Linked DNA regions of Gossypium hirsutum: all the other regions are linked to region 3. A link is a contact called in public Hi-C data. All regions are on one chromosome and are shown on one strand. The core of a region is the stretch at or near the end of the contact, and the rest is flanking DNA. Distances in the headings are between cores, read along the strand shown.

The links. Hi-C and Micro-C count contacts between places; a contact is called where the count stands out from the background.
Region 1: a Hi-C map of leaf shows a contact between it and region 3, with 4 times the contacts expected there. The contact joins the enhancer-like site here to the promoter of LOC121230787 in region 3. A contact is called at or near these places in 8 of 34 Hi-C or Micro-C datasets (anther, callus, leaf and 1 more).
Region 2: a Hi-C map of leaf shows a contact between it and region 3, with 2.2 times the contacts expected there. The contact joins the promoter of LOC107928025 here to the promoter of LOC121230787 in region 3. A contact is called at or near these places in 4 of 34 Hi-C or Micro-C datasets (callus, hypocotyl and leaf).

Annotation. Positions count from the first base shown.
Region 1 is chrA06:123,880,893-123,885,554 of Gossypium_hirsutum_v2.1, forward strand. No RefSeq gene overlaps it. Among protein-coding and RNA genes, the nearest start is that of LOC107928035, 56 kb to the right of the region's middle. Within about 2 kb of position 1,794, at least 3 of the 9 cell types and tissues checked have an H3K27ac peak or open chromatin away from gene starts, as enhancers often do. A contact at or near this core is called in leaf, where this site is marked.
Region 2 is chrA06:123,993,163-123,997,472 of Gossypium_hirsutum_v2.1, forward strand. It overlaps LOC107928025 (dr1-associated corepressor homolog), which reads left to right and starts at 2,710. Exons shown (of 6, transcript XM_041116183.1): 1 at 2,710-3,078; 2 at 4,192-4,264. The coding sequence starts at 3,046. It overlaps LOC107928054, which reads left to right. Exons shown (of 11, transcript XM_016859210.1): 9 at 4-69; 10 at 930-962; 11 at 1,050-1,097. The coding sequence ends at 1,097.
Region 3 is chrA06:123,750,062-123,754,156 of Gossypium_hirsutum_v2.1, forward strand. It overlaps LOC121230787 (protein ENDOPLASMIC RETICULUM-ARRESTED PEN3), which reads right to left and starts at 2,790. Exons shown (of 1, transcript XM_041116181.1): 1 at 565-2,790. The coding sequence starts at 2,119. The coding sequence ends at 692. It overlaps LOC107955341 (protein ELC), which reads right to left. Exons shown (of 2, transcript XM_016891091.2): 2 at 3,928-4,095. It overlaps LOC107955342 (nascent polypeptide-associated complex subunit alpha-like protein 1), which reads left to right. Exons shown (of 4, transcript XM_016891092.2): 4 at 1-490. The coding sequence ends at 268.

The DNA.
Region 1 (4,662 bases), core at 544-3,043, 130 kb after region 3:
AGAGGATCATATTTTAAAGTCCTTCAAGTTTTCAAATTTTTAGACACTAAGACACTAATTAATCAACTAGGTACCAATATTTGGGCGTCACGAGGGTGCTAATCCTTCCTCGTACGTAACCGACTTCCGAATCCGTTTTTTCTGAATTTTGCGGACCACAATCGTTGTTTAAATAAATCAAATCATTTATTAAAAATAACCACTTTTACGAGGTGATCCGATCACACCTCATCAAAAAGGATTGGTGGCGACTCCTGTTCTTTCATTTTCGTTTCCAAAGTCGACCCTTTTTTTAAAAAATCAGTTTCAACAGTCCTATTTCATGCTCGGGTTGACAAAAGAGCTTTCGTAAGCTCGATTAAGACTTGGAATTTATTGTTTAATATAATTTTGAATGTAATTAACTCTTGTTTGCATGTATAAATGGTTATATGTTGTCTAATTTATCGTGGTTGCTCTGGCAATTAATATAGTGTTCTGTAGCTCGAACTTGACGATCGGTTCAAGCGAGGGGTGTTACAACTTTAGTCTCTGAACTTGGGTTTGGCCTAATCCATATTAAAGATAAATATAATATTAACCAAGTCTAGGGTAAATTCACATTATTTTATTAAGAATTGCATTTTATTAAACTCCAACTCAAGGCCCACTAATCTTCCAATAATAATACATAAAATCATGGATTCATGCTTCATTCAAACAATTCATCATAGAAATAGCATACTTTACATGCGATCATTTTTTTTTCAAAATCAAATCAATTACCATTTCGAAAATACTTAGATCTCACCCTTTTTTTAATGCATATTAGTGATGCATAAGAATCTCGAACATCATAAATATTTATAGCATTAGGATACGGGCAGTAAGACGACAATAAAAGCAGGCACATGATATGTTTATGGGAGCATGACATAGGGTGTGGACAACATCCCAGTACAAAAATATCCTTAAGATTGTTGACAAATATTGCATCAAGTTAACAAACCAAGAATACGAGTTGAACAGATTAAGAGGTGTTGAACATTGTCCTTAAAGATATTTGGTTGTAGCATATCCCCCAAGATTTCAAAAGCTCTTCTATTATAAAACAAGAACAAAAGTCAATAATAGATCACAACAAAAAAAATACTCAACAATCTCTTAAGGATGGAAAGGATGAGTGAGAGGAGAAGAAAATAGTTCTTGAAGTGCATTTAGAATGAGTCATGATATTTATAGGACATTTATTGGCTACAAATACCAAAAGTAAGCGAATTGACTTTGCTAAAAATATATTGAAATGTTTTGATAAATCTAGACATGGCTAAATATAGAATCAATCGATAAAGCTATTTTTAGTTTGACAAAATATGTGTTAGTAATTAAGTAATTTACTTTTCTTGAACTCTAAAAAATTCAATAAAAAATAATTTCAAAAACAAAAAGGCTGACGCCGCAATATATCATGCGCAGGGAAATCCACCAATTTACATTACATTGGCCATTTAGGCTTAGCTCTAATTCGCGTGAGTTCATCCTCTCAATTTGGTTTTTACTAGAACAATTAAGTCTAATAATTTACAAACAAATATCTCAAGGTCTTTTTTTTAAGAATGGAAGATTTGATTTTTTTTATTTATTTTAAATATTTCAAATTTCTAACACTAGTTGTCAAAAGAAATCATATAATTGGTGAGCCTGCTATTGAAGAAGTTAAGGACTTTGAGGCCCCCACAATTCTTTAGGGTCCAAGCCCGCTTATTAGAGCCTTAGGCTTATTTTATTTGGGCTAATATAATAATCGTAAAATCATGGTTGAGATGAAGGATTGTTATCCGAAAGAATGGATCCTTTACATTGGAGAATAGGTTTGGGTCGTATGGCAATTGGCTTCCACATATGCAGCTAAGACCATGTGCCTGCGAATTTAGTAATGGTATTAACTACAATCGGTGATGTTTGATTTAGATAGAATTAATTGGTCAAACCGAGAATTAGATGAAGTATTAGTTTAAAAATTGAGTTAGATCGGTTGATTCATAAATTACATATATATCTAATCGTAAGTTTTAAAGTATAATCCTTAAAAGATTTATTAAATACAATTATGAAAATTTTAGGAAAAAAAAACATTAAACATTTCCATGTCACATTGATAAATTTGGAATTTAATTATACCAAAATCCATCCTAAATAATTTACATATATCAACCTTAACAAATGCTTACCCTTAATTGAAACCCAGTTTAATATTGACTAAATTACTAGATCATGAATCTAGCTTTCTCTTCATTTACAGGCAATCATCAATCAACCAAGCAATGATGATAGAGAAAAAAAATCTAAGCTCGTAATCCAGTAAAGTTGACGTATAGGGTTATTAGCAATAGACAACAACTTGTATTCTTTAATGATAAATCCTTAATTAAGAGCCAAGTTAATGTCAACTTTGTTGAATTATGAGTTTAATGTTCTTTACATTTGTATGCAATCATTAGCTGATGAAGAGATAAAAACTAGATTCATAATCCAACAAAGTCTGACATTATAGGGCTATTAGCAATGGACAACAACTTGTACTTGCCAATGATCAATCAACACATATTGATCCCTAATTGAGAGCCAAGTTAATGTTGACTTTGCTGAATTATGAGTTTAGTTTTCCTTTTATTTACAAGCAACTGTCAATTTGACCAAATAAGATGAAGAGATAAAAATTAGACTCATAATGTAACAAAGTCAACATTAAAGTGCTTTTAGCAGTAGACAACAACTTGTATTAGCCAAAACTAGATGAACCGATACTAATTAATTAATCGTTTATAATCAATTTCGAGTTATCTAGTTGGTTCACTAAAAAAATGCTCATCCATAATTGAGAGCTAAATTAATATCAATTTTGCTAAATTATGAGTCTGGCTTTCCTTTTATTTGCATGCAATGATCAATTGACCAAGCAATAATGAAAACTAAACTCATAATCTAGCAAAATTCACATTACAGCTAATATTATTGGCGAATGGCGACCATTCCATATTTCTATATTTTTCAAAGGGGATGATGAGAGAGATAAGAGGTAAATGTATTTATAGGCTTCAAAGCCTATTCAAATTCTTGGAGAAAGGAAAATCATCAATAATAAACAATTACGTATTAATTACGTATGCAAATAGACAATTTTTCCCCAAGAGAAAATTACTTGGTAATTGTAATAGGCCAATTTAGCCTGGGCCTACAAAAAAATAAAATAAAGTCCAAGTCCAACTTAAAATTACAAATATATAATTTAGCCCGATCGGAATGACCCATTACTTGAAAAGATTGAAGGTCCATCTACAAGCTTAACTCATATGGAAATATAATCTTTAAGGATAAGCAATCTTAGATAGGATATGCAATCTTAGATATGATATGCAATCTTAATCTTAGATATGATATGCAATCTTAATCTTAGATATGATATGCAATCTTAGAAGATATGATTTTGGTATCTTAGAGATTTAATTTGAAGATACCCTTTAATCTTAGCCGTTGATGTAATTGATCTGTACCGTTGGATTTGGGGAGGCTCAACTATAAATAGAGGCCTCTCCCCTCATTGTAAAAAAAACTTGACTTCACTTGAGTTTTGGGAAGCAATAAGAATTCTTGAGAGCATTCACTCAAATTTCTCTCCCTCTTGCGTTCTTATTTTCTACGGTTTGTTCTTATTTGTTCTTTGTTCATCTTCGTTTTCAACCCTTTTTTTATTTTGATTTAATCCCTATTTCCTTGATTTTTAATTCTCCTTTATATTTTATTTTTTAATAATTTTAGTATTATATCAAATTATTTTTTATTAAATTCTATATTATTCATTGTTTTAAAAAATATATTTCATTTAATTAAAAAAGTTTTTTCTTAAATAAGGCAATGTTTGGTGTTTAGAAATTCGGGAAATAGTGTCCTAACATGCTAGGTTGCGATTTTTCGTTTGACTAAATAACCAAATATCCTTTTAATAAATTTTCAAAATCATGAGATAGTTTTAGTTACGAGGATTTAAAACATCGTGTCCTAACATGCTGGATGTGATGTTTGTATACTTTCGGAACAAAGGAATCTCAAGTTTCAACTTTAAATTGTTCAAGTTTTAAAATCTTTTCAAATTTTCGACATTAGGACAATAAATAATCAATTCGGTACCAATTTTGGGCGTTACGAGGGTGCTAATCCTTCCTTGTGTGTAACTGACTCCCAAACCTGTTTTCTTGAATTTCGTAGACCAAAATGTTTTATAAAGGTGATCTAATCACACCTAAAAAGGTTGGTGGTGACTCCCATTTTCATTTTTCAAAAAGTAGAACCCCGTTTTTCAAACCCCTTTAAAAATGGTTTCGACAGCTTGGCGACTCCACTGGGGACCTATAAGAGAGTCAAGCCAAAAATTTGATTATTTTCTATCTCAATGTCGGAAATTTGGAAAAATTTTAAAATACATCATTTTTACATGTGTTTATTGCATATGTTTGTTATTGTTTACGCACACATTGCATTTGCATGACCGTTGTGGTCATACCCTTAAGTGGGAGTGAGAAGCTATGCTTTCGTGAGGTTTTCACCTCCGCATGGGCTAGTGGATTGCTTCTGGGATACATCCGTACCTATGTCTTCGTGATATTTTCATCTCCGCATGGCCAT
Region 2 (4,310 bases), core at 1,460-3,959, 240 kb after region 3:
TAGATGTTGCCCAAGAAATTCGAAACCTTTTGGTTGAGTAGTGAAGTCTGGAGGCTAACATTGTCGAAGGTAAGTTCTAAATCGTTTTAGTGCAATTTTTCCGTTGTGGTTTTGCATTGTGCTCGAAAAATATCTCGTTTGGATTTGTGAATTAAGGTTAATTGGGGACATTTTGTTTGACAATTGTAGGTTTTGTTCACTTCGAATGTGCGATTGCTTCGAAAATGAATCAAGCTTAAACAAGAAAAATTAAGGTTCGGCGAAAGCCGAAAAAAGGCACTGTCAACGCCACACTGGCATATGTCAGGCCATTTGCGAGACACAACCGTGTGATTGTCATAGGTGTGGTCGTACGCGAGACACAGTTGTGTGATGGCGAATGTGTGGCCATGTGGGTCACATGGGCTAGGCCAGGTTGGATATATGGGCTCATAAGTTTATGTGGGCCCAAAATTCTGAAAATTTTTCTTAAGGTCGCACAGGTCGTTCCGATTGACTGTGGGTCTACTGTAGGGTCGGTAAGGGCTAACCAAACCCTTTTTCATGTGATTTGATAGTCTGATAGTCTAATCTGTGTAGAAAACTAATATGTATTTCTAACTGTTCTATTTGAGTATATATGTTATCTGTATACGAGCATGATAAGCATGATAATTCTGTTAATTCTATAATTTGTATCTGTGTTTGGGGTAGGATTTGTATATGTGGAGGAAGTGATCTGTACAGCGACCTTTCGCCTATATTCTGGCAGCTTGATTGCATATTATTCTGTTATGTGTCACATCAACACTATATGGTGTGTAGGGATAGGTAGGTGTTTTTAACCCCACATAGTATGATGGGATAGTCAGATATGGTGTGTAGAGGATGGGGGTAGGATTTTGTATATCTGTTCTGTTTATCTGATTCTGATATCTTTATCTGTTAAGGACTTAGGTCCAAATCTGTATCTGTCTGTACATGTGATTCTATGTATGTTCCATGACTATCTTTGTTAGGTTACACATTGAGTTTATGACAACTCACATCTATTTGTCTGTTCTGTACAGGTAACCCTCGGACTTAGGCGGGTCAGTGTGATGGAGGCTCCGCTGTGACCATTGGATAAAACTGCCTTTGAGTTTCGGTATTTTTAAAATTCTAGATTTATTTGAGAGTTTGTAGTTTTTTTTTGGACTCTCTAGACTGTATGGTTTTAACTGTTGGTTTTGGTTTTGATTGCTTTCTATCCTGCATTGTTGTTGAAACGATTTACGAAAACGACGGTTTCGATAGTAAACAAGTAAATGAATATGTTTTGTAAATTTTGGACATTTTATAACAAGTAACTTTATAAGGTTTTTATCAAAATAAAAACAGTTTCAAAACCCTTCTTCGCAACACTCTCGGATTAGGCCATAACATCTAGGCTGGGTTTGAGGTGTTACAATTATTTGACCTATTAATTTAGCCTATAAATAGGCTCTTTTACAACCTTAGAAAATACACCTATTAGAAATTAAAACTCATAACACTTTTAGAGAGTTTTGTGTTTACGTTTTGAGGGTTATTTGTTTTCGAGTTTTCAAGGTTTAGTTTTTATCTCTATCTTTTGTACTGTTCGTTCTTTTGTCATTATAGTAAAATTATCTTTGCCTGTGGTTTTTTATCCTCTTTGGAAGGGTTTTTTCACGTTAAATTTATGTGTTTAATTTCTCAATTTCTTCTGCTATTTTTACTTGTTCGTTGCTTAATCAGGTCGATCCCCAACACATTCTGTATAAGTCAGTTCATGAATTAGTAACTACATCTAATCTCTAAAAAAACTCAATTGTTTCAAACTTTCTTTTATTTGGAATGAGAATATTTATGGAATCCTATGAGTAAGATCAAACCTTATTCCGTGGTATTTACATAAGATTTCTCTTTCTTAATCTTAAGCAAATCTCTAAGAAGACTCAATTAATATATGATTTATGTTTTAGCTTCTGTTCCTTTTCGTATGTTTTGAAAAAACAAATTATTGATCAATTCTAAATCTTTCTTTTTCTATTGATTCTTTTCTGATCAAGATATGGATCTATGAATTTATGTGTTTACATCAAACTTTGTTCATGACTTAACAAAAATAAGAAAAAAAATATTAATTAAATAATATAAAAAATAGTGAAAAATATTTTTCAATTTTTTATTTTTGTCTATTCTATTATATATAATTTAATTTTAATATAATTTAATATTTAAACTTTTATAATATCATTAGTTAATTTAAATACTTCATTTTAATTTAAATGTTTATTTGAATTTTTTAAAAATTAAACACGGTTAAATCCAATTACATTATAATGTCATTTTTTATATAAATATTAAGCGAGTTTTTTTATTTTAAAACGTGGTATCAATAAGTTTAATAAAAAGAATTTATCGTTGTTAATAAATAAACCTAAATTTTTAAATAAAATAAATGATAATAACATTTCATATTTATCTTCTAAACATCAATCATATATGTGTAATAACTAAGGTAAGATCTTATATAAAATCCAAAATAAATAAATAAATAAGCAAAAAAAAATATCTGTAAATATCGTTGTCAGTTATGAAACATTAAAAACAGCCAAATAAAGTAATCACACGTGTCGCGAAACCATTTCTCTTCTTTAAATCAACTAATAAAGTCGACTGTTTAAACAAATAAATTAACCAACCTGTCAATTTATCAACCAATATCCACTTGACTTTATTTTTTTTTTCTTTGGAATTTTCTTTTTGTCAAACTTGAACCTGTGTTCGGTTTTGAAACAAAAGACTTCTCTGTTCATGTTTTTGGTTTTTTTAGAACTAAAAAGAAAAAGAAAAAAAAACAGTCTTGGATCTGAAATGGTTTTTTCTTTTGGTTAGATTTTTATTTTTTTAAATTTTTTTTCATAATTTGAAATTATTAGAACAACATCGAATTTTTTTTCTGAACTTGTTTTTTTTAAATATATATATTTCGATTGTCTTTTTTCCCTTTTTATTTTTAATATTTTAATAATTTAATGTTCCAAATCTGACACCCAAATCATGAGGAAGAAGCTCGATACCCGTTTCCCAGCTGTAAGTTCTTTCTTCTTTTTTTTTTCCTTTTATTTTTCACTGAATTTGTTTAATTTCCTTTTTTTTAATACGATGTTAATTTGATTTGGGTATTCGATTTTTGATTGATTCGATGGAAAATGAAATCTGGGTCTTTTTTATTATTATTAAAGTTTTTGATGTTGTGATTGCCTTTTCTTGTTGCGATTCCGATTTATACGATCTAGGTCATCATTAGTTTACGATAGAATAGTTGATTGTGTGTTCAATATTTAGGGTTATTGGATATTAGTTCATAATTGTTTTAACTATATGGATTTTTCATGGACGGTGTTGTTTGATTTGTGTTTTTTCCTTGTTCTATGAAAACCCAGGTTGGTTTAATAAATTTTTTTTATTGTTTCTTCGGAATTGATCGATTTTTATGGAACTATGGAGGTTAAATTTCCCAATTATTATTTGATAATTCTTAGGCTGCTGAATATCTTGCTTACTTGTAGAACTTTAGTTTCTTTTCAGTCCTCATGTTCTAGTTTAGTGTTGACATCCTTAGCATTTGTGTTATTCTGACTCTTGGCTTTTATTGAAGTACCCATACCCGGACATGGGTATGAGAATATGACCTTCCAACAATGTTAGAAATGGGGAAAAAGAAAAGAAACCTCGAAGAAATTGAACATACCTATGTCGAACAGTATCCACATCCGACACTTGCACATAAGTTTGAGTAACATAGATTCGCAGCATTCTACTACTCACACCGGAGTTGGCATGTGGCACTTGGAACTTGCATTATGTTGATCAGTTGATGGTATTAAATCAGCAACTTACAATGACATGTGTCACACGATGTCTCATTTGATAACAACATTGATGCGTCAAAGATCCCATCTTCTTGTCTTGATATACTCTATATTTAACAAACCTTGTCGGGTTTCTTACTTGTCATGGTGCTGCTGTTTTATATTAGGATAACCCGATATTAGTATATAAATTTGATTGCTTATACTTAAGATGCACAGTTTTATGGTTCCACAATTCGACGTATCGTTGCATCTTTCAAGCCGTTTTTTATCTCAAAAAATTATGCATGTGATAAGGTGCTGAAACTTTCAAATGTTTTTGTTTTTTCAGGCTCGCATTAAAAAGATTATGCAAGCAGATGAAGATGTCGGGAAGATTGCATTAGCGGTGCCCGTTTTAGTTTGTGAGCAGCTATAACTTTTCACAATTTGCCGAAATAATTCTTTTAT
Region 3 (4,095 bases), core at 1,540-4,039:
TGGAGAGGCTAAGATTGAGGACTTAAGCTCACAACTGCAGAGTCAAGCTGCAGAGCAATTCAAGGCTCCTGATCTAAGCCATGTGATATCGAAACCGGAGTCATCAACAGCAGTCCAGGACGATGAAGAAGTGGATGACACAGGGGTGGAGCCCAAGGACATTGAATTAGTTATGACACAAGCAGGAGTGTCCAGGTCAAAGGCTGTCAAGGCACTCAAGGCTGCTGATGGTGACATTGTTAGTGCTATAATGGAGCTTACTACCTAATAACGGTGTTGATTTAGCAATTGTTTTGGTTGCTGAAAGTCGTGTGCTTCATTTCAGATATTCCTACTGTTTTTTTGAGAATGTTATTGTGTCGTTTTTCTTCTTGTCGGTTGTTGTATTAGTAAAAAAAACCATTTGTGAGGACGTTTCTGTTATAAAAATGGTCTCGGTTAAGAATTCTTGGTTGAGGGAGAGAATCCCGTTACCAAGAAATTTCACAAATTTTCTTAGCTGTATCGACTGAGTTCCTTAACAATTTTCCTCATGGCACAAATTGAAAGAGAATTTCTTGAAAATGTCGAAAGGCAATACCTTTTATTACAAGAGAAATAACCAATAACAGTACAAACTAAAGAAAGAGTAAAAAGCTTCTCTTCAGAGATGCCAAGAAGAATGTCCTATTTCCAAGGATCAAATTGTGATTTAAGAGGAAACAGAAATGATAGCAGAATGATTAGAACTCTCCCAGACCTCAATCCCTTCCACATTTTCTCTGCTAACAAACAATCTCTCCCCACCTCCTTCAATTCTCTTTATCAACCCTCTCTCTCCCATCTCCACTTTATCCACATAATTCCTCTTCAAACTCATCTCATCTCTTCCATTTTCACTATCCCCTCTTTGCTCACTCCAACCACCTCTCTCATTCAATCTCGACCAAACCTCCAATCCTCCATCTTTCCCCACGAATACCTGCCTTTTATAGCAATGCAAATGAACCTCATTCCCACCATAGCTAGCTTCTCTCATGCTAGGATTTGTATCTTCCATATATACCCAAGGATCATCCCCTAATTTACGAATATCTGCCATTGCCAAATCCCCAGATTTTGAACATATCTTGAAGAGTATCGAATCGTCAATGTCGACACCGACGTCGGCGAATGAGTCTCCGAACCTACTGCTCCGCCCTGAACCTGGCTCGTTCGTTTCCCATACCACTTCCTTATTTCTCGGGTCCCATATCCTAATATAACCTGAATAACCAAATGCCCCACATGTGACAGCACTTCCGATAACCAAACCAGTTTCCGGTAGCCACGTCAGTTTTCCGGGGAATGTGTTCTTGGCGGCGCTTCCTGATTGGCGAGTCAGCTCTGATGAGACCTGAAGCGTTGATTTGTCGATAACGAGGACGCTGTTTTCTCTATGGGGACAATCGAATGATACGAAGACCGAGTCGGGTGAGTTAGCGATGGCGCAGACTCGGGCTTTGTATATCCGTGGATCGTCCTGGTCGGTCCAGTGAACTGAACCGGTATAGTGACCGCTGGAGAGGTCGTAGATATGGAGACCCGATGAGGATTCGGATCCGACAGCGGCTATTTCTGGCCATACCCGGCAAATCGAGGTGATATCATCGAGATGCGTACGGACGGCGGTGGAGTATGATAAGTAGGAATCGTATATTGAAATTTGACCACCGTGAGCGATCCAAAGTGAACCATCTTCTCCGGCGGAGAAAGTGGAAGGAACAGCGTCTGAGGCAGGGCGGATGGTATCGACGATGGCGGCGTCTATGCCATGAAGCGGCGAGGGCAAAGAGGCAGAGCGGAGACGGGACTCCACGCCGTAATAAAGAGCCTCTTCGGCGAGTTCCTGGATAGAGAAGCGGCGGAGGGCGGCGGAAGGGAGGCGGTTAGAACGGAGGAGGGAGAGAAGGACGGAAAAGATTTCAGGATCCCGGTCGATGAAGATAGGGTTATAGGCAGCGCGGTTGGAAAGGGCAGCTAGGAGGGAATCAGGACCGGCGGACTGGAGGGTGGAGAGGGTAGTTTCAAAAAACTTGCCCCCGACGTTGAGCTTTATGCGGCGGCAAGGCGCGATTGGATTGGAAATTTGGGCAGCCATTGAAGCTCATATAATTCAATGATTAAAGCTTTGAGATCCCCTTTAAGAGACCACAGCTTTGTCTTTAAGCTTTAAAGTCGATGCTTTGGGTTAAATATAAAATATGAAAAAGTAGGGAAACCTCCCCGAAATCATCGACTTCAACACTGTTACATTTCTCTCAAACATTTCATCGAACAGTTTATAAGCAAATGTTTAACGTTACTTCCACCACACCGCTCGGCATGATAGAAGGATTAAAGCTTTTCATTTAACTTAAATAGTATGCTTCATGATTCGATTTGGAAGCTTACCGTGAAACGATTAACGTTGATTTATGTTATTGTAGTTTGCAATCTCATAGTAACATATATCGCAATTCGTACCACTCAAAGAGCTTAACATACATTCCACCAGCTCACAAAATTACAGAGCTTCACTTTTTTTTTTCACCACACATGTAGTGTGAAAATCCCATCCGCCATTTAAGTAGCTCATCTAAGCTTCCCCACAGCTTTCAATGACACACGGAGGCCATTTGGGAGAGTGTATGTGATCAATGATCCCTCGACAAGACATCTCAAATAAGGCTGACCGAGAAAACCCTCATATAGATTTCGTTCAAATACTACTTAAATGTATTAGGGTCGATTTGATTTTCAGTTCACAAGTTGAAACCTCGTAAGCATACATGATTGGTACGATACAAGGGATATGGGTTTCGACGGTGCAACAGAAGCTATAACATTCTTAAATGCAGTTAGAGAACACCCTTAAATGCAAGCTTTATAATTCAAAATTAATAGACTTGGCAACATCACCCAGCAATGAAACATAATCAACTATTCTTCGAGGAAGTGTCATATTTCCATATCTATGCCTGAATATGCATTGGAGACATGAGTGTTCAAACACAAGAAAAAAAAAGAATCGGAAATAAAAAATCTCGGTGACGAGAACAAACAACTTCAGACCTGGATAATCAACCTCCGGTATAAATGAAAAGTAACCAAACCATATCATCACCAAATAAGTAAAGCAATCATTTTCCATATGTATGATTGTAATTAGAGGAACACCAATGACAAGGGAAAAAAAAAATGCTCATGGCTGAGAAAAGCATATGGAGCTCCTAATAGTTTCAGATTCCAAACAAAATGATGACCAACTACCCTGGCCATGATTTACCACATAAGTTGATCTATGAATAACATCATATTGCTAAAAAATATATAGCACATGTTAATGTATCTCAACCATTAGAGTAAAAATTCTCCCATACTTGATACCAACCAGTATAAAGGAATAATAAACAACCACAACATGGATCCATCAAAACAACACACTGGATTCATCTCAATTATGGCAGCCAAAACTCCTAAATAATTTCTCCAACAAGTAGGGTAAGAAGCAGATTTGCAAGTTCTATTCAAAATTTAAACATAGCAAGAGAACAGTAATGTCACATGTGAAGTTCCAAGATAAAAGCCAATATAAGAAAATATTTTCGCTCGGTTTAGTACATTATTTCTCGACTACCATGACAAAAAATTTAACATTTGCAGAAGAGAAAAAAAGCTGATTGTAATATATTTTTTATATCTCACTTTCTATAGAAGTGTTGCCAAATTTATAATATATATATTAAGGAACAAGATGACAAGCAAGCTAGAGACAAGATATTACACCAGAGAATTAATATGGAAACTACTACTTGATAACCCTGAAGTGATTCTTCAAGTACAAGAGATCAATTAAAAAAGGGGAAAAGAAAAAACCTTAAAGCAAGAGACCTTGAAGTTAAGGTTTTAAAAATGATGCCTAGGAAATGAAATTAATGATTATCTCATAAATCTCACAAAAATGGGGGTGAATAAGTGGTTGAAAGTTTAGCCATAAAACTAATACATCATGAAACTTATAGTTCGTAGAATATGTCAGTCAGCCGAGACAAAAGTAAACAACCAGTGACAATTAAATAAGGGATCCATCCATTT